Linked DNA regions of Mus musculus: all the other regions are linked to region 1. A link is a contact called in public HiChIP or PLAC-seq and promoter capture Hi-C data. All regions are on one chromosome and are shown on one strand. Each heading gives the region's core, a stretch centred on a gene start, on an enhancer-like site or on the middle of the called end of the contact. The rest is flanking DNA. Distances are from core to core; before and after follow the strand shown. Region 1 holds the start of Hint1 (histidine triad nucleotide binding protein 1). Region 2 overlaps Rapgef6 (Rap guanine nucleotide exchange factor (GEF) 6). Region 3 overlaps Meikin (meiotic kinetochore factor).

Region 1 (4,154 bases), core at 725-3,224:
ACCTTATTGCCTTAAGTTCTCATTGAACTAAATGTTTGCCTAGGCTGACTAGCCAGCTGCCAGCAGGCTCCACTACTTTGTCACCAAACTGCTAGAGTCACAGGCACATGCAGCTAAGCCCAGCTTAAACATGGGTGCTGGGATTTGAACTCAGGTCCTCAAGCTTTCAGAATAAGTACTCTTAGCCACTGAACCATCTCCTCTGCCTCCATCTTTATAATTTTGGAAACAAACCTGATTCCCTTCCCCTCCCACCTTTTCCAGATCGAAGTCCTGATTGCAACTTCCTGTTTTGTTCTGTTTTCCTGTGCAGGTACCGCCTTGTATGGGTGTTTTATATCTCATGCTCTCTTCCTAACAGGACCCAGCCATACTTACCTGTCTAGGGAGTAATTTTACTTGGTATACTCTATAAAATGCTGTGTCATTTAGAATGTCTCAGCCAGTAATACTCAAGTTCAATCATTATTTCAAAGACCATTTATCAAAACAACTGCAAACAATGGTTCTCTTTTGTTTGTTTTGTTTTTTAATGTGGGGTCTCCATATAGGCCAGGTTGGACTTAAACTGATTCTCTTCCCTCCACCTTCCAAGTGCAAGAACCACAGGATGCTGGTTTTGTGTTTAAAGCTTTTTCTTTCTTTCTTTGCAAGTGTTCTGTTTTGCTTTGTTTTTGAGTTAGGGTCTTATTCCATAATACAGGCTGGCCAGTCTTATGGATGGTGGGACTGGGATTACAGAACACACTAAAAGACTTGCAAACTTTGTAAATGAAATGGGCCTTTTTCTAAGACTAGTGACAAATACAGGCAATTTAAATAAAACTCACCTCAAGAACCCAATGAAATTTGGAGTACTATTTCAAGTCTATGTGAACATTACCAGTAGCATTAATGCTTTCTCATATTGCATGTTTCTTAAAGTGAACTGAACAAACCCGTATAAAACCTTTTGGTCAATGGGCCAAGCTCCCACCCTGCTTTATGTGAGACTGAAAGCCATAAACAGAACTGTCTAGGGAATAATTTACAAAATTGGTCTTCACTATCGACTGAGATTTCATCTATCAAGGAGGGGAAAAAATACAACTTTGGATCTTGCACCATAAATGTTTTCTCCGATCAGCAGGGTGTGGGCTGCCTGCAATCCTTAGCATATGGGTGGTGGAGGCGGGGGATCAAGGGTTCAAGGTCCGCCCCAGTTAGTTAGTCAGCAAGTTCATGGCCTGCCTAGAGTAGTGAAGCCGATCTATTAAAATAAAACAAACAAAACACCCTAAAGCAGTATTTTTTTAAAAAGCTTGAAGGGCTAATTCCAGTCCCCAGAGGCAACGTCTGCAGCCGGAGCAGGGGACAGGGAGCATAAGGATCTCGAATCCCCGGTCACCTCGCAGTGCGGGGACCGCTGCGCGCGGGAGATCGCGGAGATTGCGCCGGGGGCAGGATCCGGTTTCCCGAAGGCCAGATTGACACCCGCGTGGTGGGTGGCGGCCGCGGGCCCCGGTGGGCGTCACCCCACGGGTCTGCACTTTACAGGGGGCCCGGGCGGGCGTCACCTCCCGGGGCCTCCGCCCGCATCACCTCACCAGGGCCGCGACACGCGGCGGGCCGAGCGGCCGATAACGCGTAACCCGAGCGCAGGCACGCGCCGCAGGGCCACGCGGGCGCAGGGCCAGGCCAGCCGGGCCGCGCGTCGCCTCAGGCCCGCGGCTCCTCAGGGAACGCCGGCGTGTCGCCGGGCAAGCGGCAAGCCTACCCGGTCGTCCTCGAAGATGATCTTGGCGGGGATTTCTTTGCGGATGATCTTGCCGAAGATCGTGTCGCCGCCGGGCTGGGCCACTTGAGCCTTGGCAATCTCGTCAGCCATCGCGGCCGCTCACTGTCCTTCCCGCGCCGCGGCCACAGTGGGGAGAGGAACCGCGGGAGCGCGCGGAGACTGCCGGCTCGCGCCCGGTGGGCCTGCGCGTGCGCACTGGCGCCGGCGTGCGGCGAGCGAGGGAACGAAATGGGCGGAGGAAACGCCCTTTCTTTGCCTCTGCACCTCTATAGGAAATTTTGATTTGCCAGTTCTGGGAGGAGGCTCGGCTTGGTACAGTGCTTTCCAAGCGCGTACGGAGTTCTAGGTTTGATCCCTTCCTCTCACGAGCCCGGCTTGGTGCTGCACGCCTGTAATCCCAGAGTTTGAGAAATGAAGACAGGAGGATGGAAGAGTTTAGTTCATCCTTCTCCACATTGTTTGAGGCCAGCCTGGGCTACCCGAGACCCTGCTCCAGAACAGTCTGGTTTCTATTTCAAGTTGTTCTGATCACATTTACTGGGTGTGATACCTTAGCCTTCCCTTTTTTAATTTTTTAAAAAAGATTTTTATTTTATATGTAGATGAGTATTTTGCAAGCATGTGTAAGAGTGAATCACATCTAATGCTTTGGATCCCCTGGAACTGGAGTTACAGTTGTGAGCCATGTGGGTGGAGGGAACTGAAGCCTGGTCCTTTCTGCAAGAGGAACAAGTGCTCTTGACCGTGATCGTTTAAACCCTCAGCTGTTTGAGGCCTTAGCTAAGAGCCAGGTGAAGTCTTACATCAGGTGGGGTTTTTTTGTTTGTTTGTTTCTTGCTGTGTGTGGCAGCAATTCTCAGTCATAACTACACACTAAAAACCACTTGGGAGCTCTTTAAACATCTCTGGCCACACTCTGCATCAATTAAGTCCAAGACTGCAGAGATGAGACCTTAGGTGGCAGTTGTTTGTAAGCCTCTTGGGCCATTTTCCCCGGCAGGAATCAGCTTCAGGTAAGATGCTCCACCTGGAAGAAACAAAAAGTCTTCCTTGGCCCCACCTCCACCCTTCCTCCTCTCTATCCCTTTGCTCCTCCTAAAAAGTGTTTTCTACATATGGTGTGCACTTTGTCATCATTGGTCCTTTGGGTCATTTCCTCCTTGTCGGGATTAGGCAGGACCTCCAATCAGCGTTCTCTAGACAATCGCAGTTGTCATATAGATCTGTTGGCCTGGTTGCTACAGTTGTTACCCTTGTCTTCTTTCAACATCTCACACCCTTGCCCTCTGGATGTTGGTTTTTTTTTTTTTTTTTCCTGCACGCTAAGCCTCCATTTCCATACCTCATTAGATTTTGTTCCTGGCCCTCTTATCTGACAATCTCCAAGTGGCCATAGGAAGAAACCTTGGGGACTTAGAGAGATGGTTCAGCGATCAAGAACACAAACTGTTCTCACAGAGGCCAGCACAAACATCACAACTGCCTGTAACTCCAGCTCCAGGGAAGTCAGATGCCTTTGGCCTAGCAGGATGTCTTCAGTCACCCATGGACATGTGAGCACACAGGTCTCACACACACACACACATGTATACACATAATTAAAAAAAAATAAAATGGGAAAACTTAAGCCAGATGATAGTAGTGCATGACTTTAATGTCAGCACTCTAGGGCAGAGGCGGACAGATCTCTGAGTTCAAGGCCAGCCTAGTCTAAAGAGCAAGTTCCAGGAAATCCTGTCTCATAAATAAATAAATAAATAAATAAATAAATAAATAAATAAATAAATGGAAAAGCTATTTCCTTTGAATTGCCCTATATGATGATATTTGACTACTTTGTCTCAACAAAATTATTATTACCATTATTGAGACAGTGTCTCATATAGCCCAGGCTGGCCTCCAACTTGCTATGTAGCCAAGGATGACCTTAAGCTCCTGTCTTGACAAAATTATTGATAGTGGTTGTTGGCAGTCTTGGTGTCCTATTCTTTGCTATCAGAGCCATTACTGGTACTTTGCAATCACTGGTAAATAATGTCTAAACATAAGACATTAGATTAGGAGTCATGTTCGTTTATTTCCGTAACTACCGAAAAGGTCATGAATATCAGTTGGCCTGGCTTATGGTTAGTTATGGTTAGTTAGTTATGGTTAGTTAGGTTTCTAGTACATTCTAGATGATGCTTATGGTCCTCTTAGTTAGGTTTCTAGTACATTCTAGATGATGCTTTTGGCCCTGGTGCTGTGGCTTTGAGGAACAGTGATATAATGTAGGGAAAACCGCTTATGTACTTAGAGGCAAAAGAATAAGAATATTACATCTGCAACTTACTCTTTTGACAACGTTATTTATTTATTTAGTTTTTTTCAAGGTGTG
Region 2 (3,924 bases), core at 928-3,427, 330 kb after region 1:
ACAGAAAGGTGTGTTCTGCTACTCATGTTATTTAAGATTACTGGTATGTGGTGATGATAATAAAAAGCAGACAAACATAAATTCTCTATATAATATATATCCCTTATTCTCTTGTAAGAAACATTTTCATATCAGCAGAGACCACTGCTAACTACTGTCATACTCTGATATGTGACTTGCCAAGTATCTATTAGTAACAGAGGAAAAAGAAACCAAGGCAACTTGCATTCTAGTAAGTTAGTAAGGCAATATGGGGATACTAATAAAAAGAAACATTGCACTGAATCCAAAGATCACAATTTTCTACTGAGGAAAGTTAAACACATAGTATCTCCGATTAGTCCTTATTAAAATGAAAAGTGAAAAAATTTTAAGTGAATAAAAGGGGTTACAAAATTAAAAAAGAAAACCATTTCAAGTAAGAAGGGTCTACAAAGATTTGGAAGAGAGGAGATAAAGCAAATTAAACTTCTAATACAGCTACCATGATATTTTCTCTTTTCTATTATTATCTCATGATTTCCTGCAATAGGAATATACCACCTTCCATACAGAGTCTATTTGTTCTTCCCACTGATCTCGGTTAGTTCTATAATTTATTCCGATCAGTAGAATGGGACAGGAACAAGGTTAACTAACTTCAGATCTGCAAGTACTTCTAGAAACCTGCAAAACGTCCCCCTTTAGTCTTGAAGACACAGTCACCACGTGCAAATATGTAAAATTAAATTACAAAAGAGAGAACAGTATATGGTAGCACATCACTATAATAATAGCACTCAAGAGGTAGAACCTGGAGAATCAGAAGTTCAAGGTCCTCCTTAGCTACATAGGGAGCTTGAGGTAAATTGCGTCATAAGAAATATTGTCTCAAAATGGGAAAACAAAAGATGAACAAAAAAGGAAAAATATTTTTTTCAGGTAAATAACTAGATTAAAAGAGAAGTAAGTTTACTCCATAAGAAATACATCTGAATTTCTGAGTGTGACTCTGCAGGTTTAGAGATCTTGATTCTTAAGATTGTATACAGTTTTTGAGGAAAAGAGCAGTACAAGACTCTTACTGAACTACAAGTACAAGCTGCTAGCAGAGTAACTTTAAACTCTAGGACCTAAGAAGCAACAGGTGAGGGCAGCTGCTGATTTGAAAGAATAAACTGATCTTCATCACCAGGGAGAAATAGAGCTGCTTTTACGTAGTACTCCAATATAGAATAGCAACTACTTACATAGTTTTTAGTTACCAGTCACCTAGAGAAACTACGAAGTATATGAGAGGGTGTATAGAGGTTACATGCAATAAAGCACTTTTATATAAGGGACTTAAGAATCTACAGATGTAGTATCCACTATGGTCCTGGAATTAACCCCTTGAATTCAAAACCAGCCTATCCTACATCATAAATGTCAAGTCAGCCAAGGTACCATAATAAGACTATCCCAAAAGCCCACTCCTAGACACAGGGGGCGGCAGAATTGAGTTTGAGTTCTGGTGCATGTAGTCCTAAGAAATCCTAAATTAGCAACACTTGGGAGCTTAGGGGAAAAAAATGCATTCTCAGGCCCAGAATCTTAGGGATTATGTCTCCATGTTGCCGGTCTAGTTTAAAAAGCCCTACAGGCAAGTCTTCACACACTGATGCTTAGGTTTACAGGCAGGCACCATGTCACTCTACATTATTTGTCTAGTAACTTGGGGATAAAAGCAAAAGAACTAGGATGCTTACTAAATGCCAGTTCTTCTAATACATCAACCTAAATAGATACAAAACACCAAGCCTTCATAAAAAGACAACTCCCAGAACACATGGGTAGTTATTTTTTTTACTTGTATTTTTTTTTAAACACAGGTAGCAAGGAGTTTCTTGGGGCTTTTGTACCAGTTAACAACTATGAGACAAGATTGAGGAAATACATGACCTATTAGGCTTCTTGGTGTATGCAAAAGAAACAAAATCTATCCTAGCAAACCTCACTTAGCTCCTTTAAAAAAAAAAAAAAAAGAAAGAAAGAAGGAAAATGGAAAAACACCAATGGAAGCAAACTGAAAGTCTTATAGAATTTTGTTTGCAGTCACAAATTCAAATGCTAGAAAGGGGATGCTAATTACTTACAGAGTGTACTTGAAAGCTACTGATGGAGCCTGAAAGGAGAAGCAGGGAGGAAGACAGAAAATTAACCATCTGGGACATGACAACACCCCAAATCACTAGCATCTGTTTCTTTAACTGTACCAACAAAGTACTGTGGAAATTCAGAGCATTAGAACAAAGACCAGGTTAGGATTGGGAATAAGAGATTTCAGCTAAGCAAAAAAGTGAAGTCACACACTGCAATTAGCAACCATATACACAATGGTGGCCTCATTATGGTGGACATGAAAAATCCCTATTGTCTAGTGACCTTATAGATGTAACAATGTCATAGGGCAATACAGACTCGTGTGTCTGTGTGATTCTTGTGTAAACAGAGCTTCTGTCCTGATAGTTGTATAGAAACACAATAACACAGTTATATATAATAATTAATATTGATTATGGTAAGTGTCTCCATCACTGGTTTAGATTGTTTCAGTATACCTTATTTTGGTGCTCTGTATGCTCACGCATGCACACATTTGTACATAGGAGGCCAAAGGACAACTCTGAGTGTTGTTCCTTTGCTACCACTTATTTGTTTACCTATTACTGGCGACATAGTCTCCCTCACCGGCCTGGAATTCACTTAATGCTGGTTGATTGCATGGTTAACAACAAGAATCCTACAAATACTATCACATCTGATTTTTCACATGAGTTGAGGATTAAACTCAGATTCTCACGCTTGCAAGCAAGGTAAACACATTACTGACTAAAATATCTTCCCAACTATTTCACATAATTCTTTGAGAGTATGCCTGTACTGACATTAAGAGAAAAAAAGTTCAAAGGCTAGGGATATAGCTCAGGGGATAAAATGCCCAACTAGCATGCATAAGGCTCCAGGTTTCATCCGTAACACTGCCAAATAAATTAAAATTCACTGCAAATAGCATATGCCATATTATACTGGCACAAGCCTCACTCATGCTTACTACATTTCTTAACTTTATGTCATAGGGCAATACAGACTCGTGTGTCTGTGTGATTCTTGTGTAAACAGATGCCACAGAAAGTGATTTAGCTGTACTATGTTGAGTTTATGTAAGTCCATACAATCACAAAATTGCCCAATGATTTTTTTTTCAGAACATATCCCCATTGTTAACTAAGGCATGACCAGACTTTCTAAACTTCTCTGTGTGAAGGTGAGTGATGGCGTCACTGTCATCCTAAAACAAACAAGCTCTCTTGCACCCTTCAAACAATCCAAACCTACAGTATTTATTGTAGATATATTCAATGGGCTCTTGTTTAGGGTACAGTGAAGAAGTTAAACCCATATCTTAGACTTGATACTCAGTGCCAGGCCTGCCATGGCAAAACCCAGCGTTAGGCAAAGTCACATGACCCCTGACAGCAGCCCACTATCCATTACAACAATGCTTAGGTCAGGAGGTTGACTACCTCTTTCAACCTCAGGCAGTAGAGGGAAAATAAGATTCCATTTGCTAGGGAACAGAGCATAAAAACTAGCCAAAGGCTTTGTCCTAGAGTTCTATGCCTGGCCCAAAGTGAGACCAAACACCTGTAGAAACTGAATGCCCTATATGCAGGCTAAAGTTTACACAAAGAGCCTTGAATCTGGCTCCTGCAACAGGGAGATATTTGTGTATGGGTAAATCAAAACTCCAGCTTCAGCCTGTATTGTTTCCAGCCTTGGACTGGTTCCACGGCACATCTGATCTACTAAAGTAGTACAGTTCTCTATAGCTGTGAGAGACTCAGGTATGAAACAGCTTAGCATCTTGGTAGCCAAGGCACTGTCTCTCTCAAACTGCCAAAG
Region 3 (4,452 bases), core at 591-3,090, 450 kb after region 1:
GGACATATAGAAAATACATTAAATTTCAGTTGTTTCATTGGGCCCTCACTCATGAGCGTTTCCTCAGCTTCACTAAGGAATTAGAAAAAAAAATGTGTAGTTGATGTTAGATGCCTTGAATGGCCAAATTTTCCACAACCACTTGATAATATCTACCACTTAAAATCTCCTACTTTTAAGTGTATAAAAGTGGGATAACAGTACTAATTGTATCTACTATAGTCATGGTGAGGAACTGAGATGCTAAGATTCTTAGCATGGTGCCTAATACAGAAGTACTCAACCAATACCAGGTGAATAAAGAAAAAGAAAAGAAAAGGAAAGAAAAGAAAAGAAAAGAAAAGAAAAGAAAAGAAAAGAAAAGAAAAGAAAAAACAAAAAACAGCCAAACAAACAAACAAATAAAAAACCCTGTCTTTTAAAAGAATACAACTAAAATAAAATTTAAACAGTATAAAATTTCAAATTATTGAAAGAGCAGCATCCTAGATAAATATATTTAATCAATATCATAAGCAAAGTTTTCAAAAGATGAAGTATGCATCTTCAAAAAGTTATTTTACTCAGTTTATGAAATCTGCCCAGGCTTTTGTAATTTTATCTTTTCTGTTTTATATAAAATCTTGAGATACATGTTATAAATTAATTTCCTGTGTACAGAAAGCATCTTTTCATTAAAAAAAACCCACACTTTATATAATGAGGACACTACGCTAAGCTCATACCTAGAGGAACATCTTTAGGAGGAGAACATCTGTTTTTCACAGCAGGGTCTTTCCTTCTCATCTGTCTGGTTCCTGGTGATGACCTAATAATACAACAGATCTCTGATGTGTTTGGAGAAAACTGAAAAAGAAAGAAAAGTAGTTATTGCATAATTCCTCCAAGTATTACATTTAATGCTGTCTAATTTAAAGTACAAATAGTCTCAGTCTTCTTGGTTAGACTGACAGAATCATATCAGAAAACAATAAGTAACACCCAAATAAACAAGGATATGTACCGTGTCAAAGGAATGGCTTAGTAATGGTTTTAGTATTGAAAAATAAAAAGGAATGATGAATTATCTTAGTTATTTTCCTATTGTGATAAAACACAAAGACCAAAGCAATTTATAAAAGAAAGATTTTAGTTTGGCTTATGGTTCCAGAGGGTAAGAATCCATATGGTGGAGTGAAGCCCCAGCATCAGGAATAGCTGAGGGCACACACCTCAATCTATGAGCAGGAGGCAGAGAGAGCAATAGTACCTGGCTTTGGAAAGCACAAAGCCTGTCCCCAGGTATACATTTCCAACACAACTACACACCTCCTAGTCCTTCCCAAACAGGAAGGACCTGTATTCAAACACAGGAGCCTATGGGGACCAGTTCCATTCAAATGACCACACAGTGGATCAAACACCAAGAAGACAGGTACTTATTGGGAGGCTAAAGCAAACCATGATTTGAAACACTTTGGAGGGGTTATTTATAATGTCCTGATTTATTGTCTAAATGAGGGGTACAAAGGTGTTGATTCACTTCTGCTGCGGACTGGCCTCAGTTAGCCCCCCTCAGTCCTTGGGAGAAAGCAGGTTTCCGGTTACAGGTGGGCAGGAGTTGGAGAAAAGGGGGTGACAAACAGACACAGACACAAGGGAGTGTGCCTATAATCTGAATGTAATTTGTCAAATCGAGCATCAGACTTTTAATACAGAAGAAAATAGGGAAGTTAGGTGACACATCAGCAAGGTACAATGAGGTTACCGGATGTTTAAAGTCTCTTACATAAAACAAAGGAATGCAAACATAAAGATGGGCAGGAACTAGGCAATAAGACAAAGCCAGTTCTATCTAAGGCCAGTTATATTCTTAGAAGCCAGGTGTGAGGTTTTTACACTCCTGGGGCAAGGGCTTTCACGCCCAAGCCATAGTTCTAATTAGGGAGTTCCACTCTAGCTAACCTTCTCATGAATAATGCAATACTCTAAAACCACAGCCCAATCTACTTCCTGAACCATTGTAAATTCCTGTATATGAGAGTGACTTGGCTTTTATTCTAAGTGGTTGTGTGTGGGACTTTCTACTAATAAGTAATGTAGTCTATCATACATAACTATAATAAAAATTCTAAACTTACTTTGCTAAGCTTGCTCTGAGATTTCTAACTCTATGTAGTAGATAGTAATGCCTGATTTCTTTCACTGTCTCTCTTACAATACTAGAGGCAATTCTGAATGTCACCGAATAGGCAACATTCTTACTGAATTCCAAGCCCAGGGTCAACTCAAGGACTACCTAGGGCATTGGTGAAGGCCAGGAAGCAAAGTTCAATTTTGCTTAGGTATTTGGCAAGTCATTGCTTGGAGACACCTATAATAAAACAATACTGAAAGAAAGCACGCAGATCCATTCACAAGAATAAGTTTGGAGCATTCATTATATGGGATGCCATGGTTCCAGGAGACTAAGTTTCTGTGAACTTTTCACCTCAGGACTGTGTCCAGGTTTCTAGGCCTGTCATGCAAGTCACTACTGGAGTGGGTGTAGCACACTCCTTATGTGAATCATATACATCCTCTTTTGTATGGATGCTATTTCATACCAACATCGGTTTTCTGACTTCTTTCAACAGTCTCCTCCCATCTCAAACACAGAACAGAGAATTGTCCTAAGGGGCTATCAGATCATTTCCTTCTTGGAAGATTTCTGACCATTCAGGGTAGAGGTTCTGTGCTGCAAACAGCTAAATGAAGTGAACATATCTGTAGATGCTGAGATGCCCTGCTCAAGGATCCTTGTCTTTCAGACAAGAGACTGAAAGATTCTGCTCTTAGCTCCAAAGATCTAATATTGTTAGCCTGGAAGGTCAGCCATATCATATAACAATGATTTCACAGCTGACAAGCACTACTTATAACTGAGACTGTTCAATTATCTTTCCACATCTATAATACTAACTACAACTGCATAAGTCATTAGCATACAGAGAGAGTGTATATGTGTGTGCATGTTCTTGTGGAGTATATATGTCTAGTGGAGAATAAGGGGAACAAAGTGGAGGAGGAAGACAAGGGGAGGGTTGCTTGTTGTTTAATGCTATACATTAGAGGGTGGCTAGTCCACAAACCTCTGGGATTCTCTTGTCTCAAATCATTTTAGGGGATTTTCAAACAAGGTGGAAGGCAAGGCCCAATACCAGAGGCTGTTCTCGGGCATCTACATGTGGACTATGGCATCTGCACACATCTGTAACTCCATACATGCACATCTATGCACACACAAGTAAAATTCGTAACATTCTGGCACACCACAATGAGAAAGAGTGAGACATGGCAAGAAATTTCAAAACACAGGATCCAAAGACAAGATTTTTTTCCAGTTTCTGAAACAGGGAAAAACAAAACAATCAACATGGTTCCTCAAAATACAGGGAGCTAAAACCCTGATGAGGTAGTGCTAGAGAAATCCAGAAGAAAATTATTTGTATCTCCAATTCTCTAACTAGATTAGGTGATTCTTCAACTGTGAGGATGGAATTAAAACCTGTTCTGTCATCAACAATCCTAAAAAATCCACTCTCCTTCATAAGGGCTAGAGGAGGGTTCACCTCTCTAACTGTAGGGCAGGAGGAGGGGGGCAGCTAGCTAGCTACAGGGTGGGGAGTGTGGATAGTAGCTTTGTGAAGTGAATTCCCCAGAATTGTGATTCAGGCAAATCTCAGGATGACAGACAACTGTGTCTAGGCATATAAAGCAAATTCTAGCAGAAACTTGTTTAAGTGAGTTAAAATTTGATGGACGTCAGATCTAAAATGTTGTATAAATAATTAACAAAAGAGTCTGGATTGATTAGACAGGAAAACAATACCATGGGCAGAACCATATTCTTCTAGGAAGATATCAACAACTGTGAAGGTGACTTTACTTGGAAATGCTGTCGTTACAGATTTCACCAAGTTAGAATCGGTCCTAGTTCAGTGTAACCTGTGTCCTTATAAAAACAGAAAACTTGGATACTGACCCACAGGAAAAATGTTTGTGAAGACACAAAGACACACAAAGAGAGAAGACAGCCATATGAGAGTTGGCAAAGACTGAACCTATGGTACCCCAGCCACAAAGTGACGTCACCTAGCTTGACAGAAGAAAGATCCGCCTCCAGTGGGTTTGAGGAGCTGTGCCCTGCTAACATCCTGATTCCTGAACTGTGTTCTCTTGTTTAAAGAAACCACCTACTGTATAGCATTTGTCACAGCCTCTTCAACAAGCTCATGCTCCAGAAAAGAGAAACACACTGGGTGAAGTGTTCACACTTTGCTACATGTGCAGCAGGAGAGCATCTCCACTGATACATGAACAGATGAGACCAAAGCTTCACCATCCTCCTCAAGAAACAGAATCCCTGAAGGAAAGAGCTGTCCATGTTCCTCTCTACTCAGCACCTCTCTCTAGGGTGAACACAGAAAAGGA

Evidence for each region. Promoter capture Hi-C pulls out the DNA fragments that hold promoters and counts their contacts. HiChIP or PLAC-seq counts read pairs in DNA pulled down with a chosen protein or histone mark.
Region 2: a contact with region 1 is called in an H3K4me3 HiChIP or PLAC-seq map of embryonic forebrain, with 3 times the contacts expected there. The contact joins the enhancer-like site here to the promoter of Hint1 in region 1. A contact is called at or near these places in 14 of 39 promoter capture datasets (the 3T3-L1 cell line, 3T3-L1-derived adipocytes, the C10 cell line and 11 more), 2 of 15 datasets of contacts at CTCF or cohesin (the NIH/3T3 cell line and large pre-B cells), 11 of 484 Hi-C or Micro-C datasets (the HL-1 cell line, the P5424 cell line, Th2 cells and 7 more), 22 of 115 datasets of contacts at active chromatin or transcription factors (the 230-238 cell line, the NIH/3T3 cell line, the SCID.adh cell line and 18 more) and 1 of 9 other capture datasets (macrophages).
Region 3: a contact with region 1 is called in a promoter capture Hi-C map of trophoblast stem cells, with 2.2 times the contacts expected there. The contact joins the enhancer-like site here to the promoter of Hint1 in region 1. A contact is called at or near these places in 6 of 39 promoter capture datasets (the 3T3-L1 cell line, 3T3-L1-derived adipocytes, the C10 cell line and 3 more) and 3 of 115 datasets of contacts at active chromatin or transcription factors (bone marrow-derived macrophages, embryonic stem cells and pro-B cells).

What each region holds. Positions count from the first base shown.
Region 1 is chr11:54,864,203-54,868,356 of GRCm38.p6, reverse strand. Hint1 (histidine triad nucleotide binding protein 1) reads right to left here and starts at 1,974. Exons shown (of 3, transcript NM_008248.3): 1 at 1,757-1,974. The coding sequence starts at 1,867.
Region 2 is chr11:54,538,799-54,542,722 of GRCm38.p6, reverse strand. All of the region lies in intron 1 of Rapgef6 (Rap guanine nucleotide exchange factor (GEF) 6), which reads right to left. Among named protein-coding and RNA genes, the nearest start is that of Rapgef6, 18 kb to the right of the region's middle. Within about 2 kb of position 2,177, at least 6 of the 459 cell types and tissues checked have an H3K27ac peak or open chromatin away from gene starts, as enhancers often do. A contact at or near this core is called in SST interneurons and embryonic forebrain, where this site is marked.
Region 3 is chr11:54,414,124-54,418,575 of GRCm38.p6, reverse strand. It overlaps Meikin (meiotic kinetochore factor), which reads right to left. Exons shown (of 14, transcript NM_029105.2): 13 at 726-846. Among named protein-coding and RNA genes, the nearest start is that of Fnip1, 22 kb to the left of the region's middle. Within about 2 kb of position 1,840, at least 2 of the 459 cell types and tissues checked have an H3K27ac peak or open chromatin away from gene starts, as enhancers often do. A contact at or near this core is called in trophoblast stem cells, where this site is marked.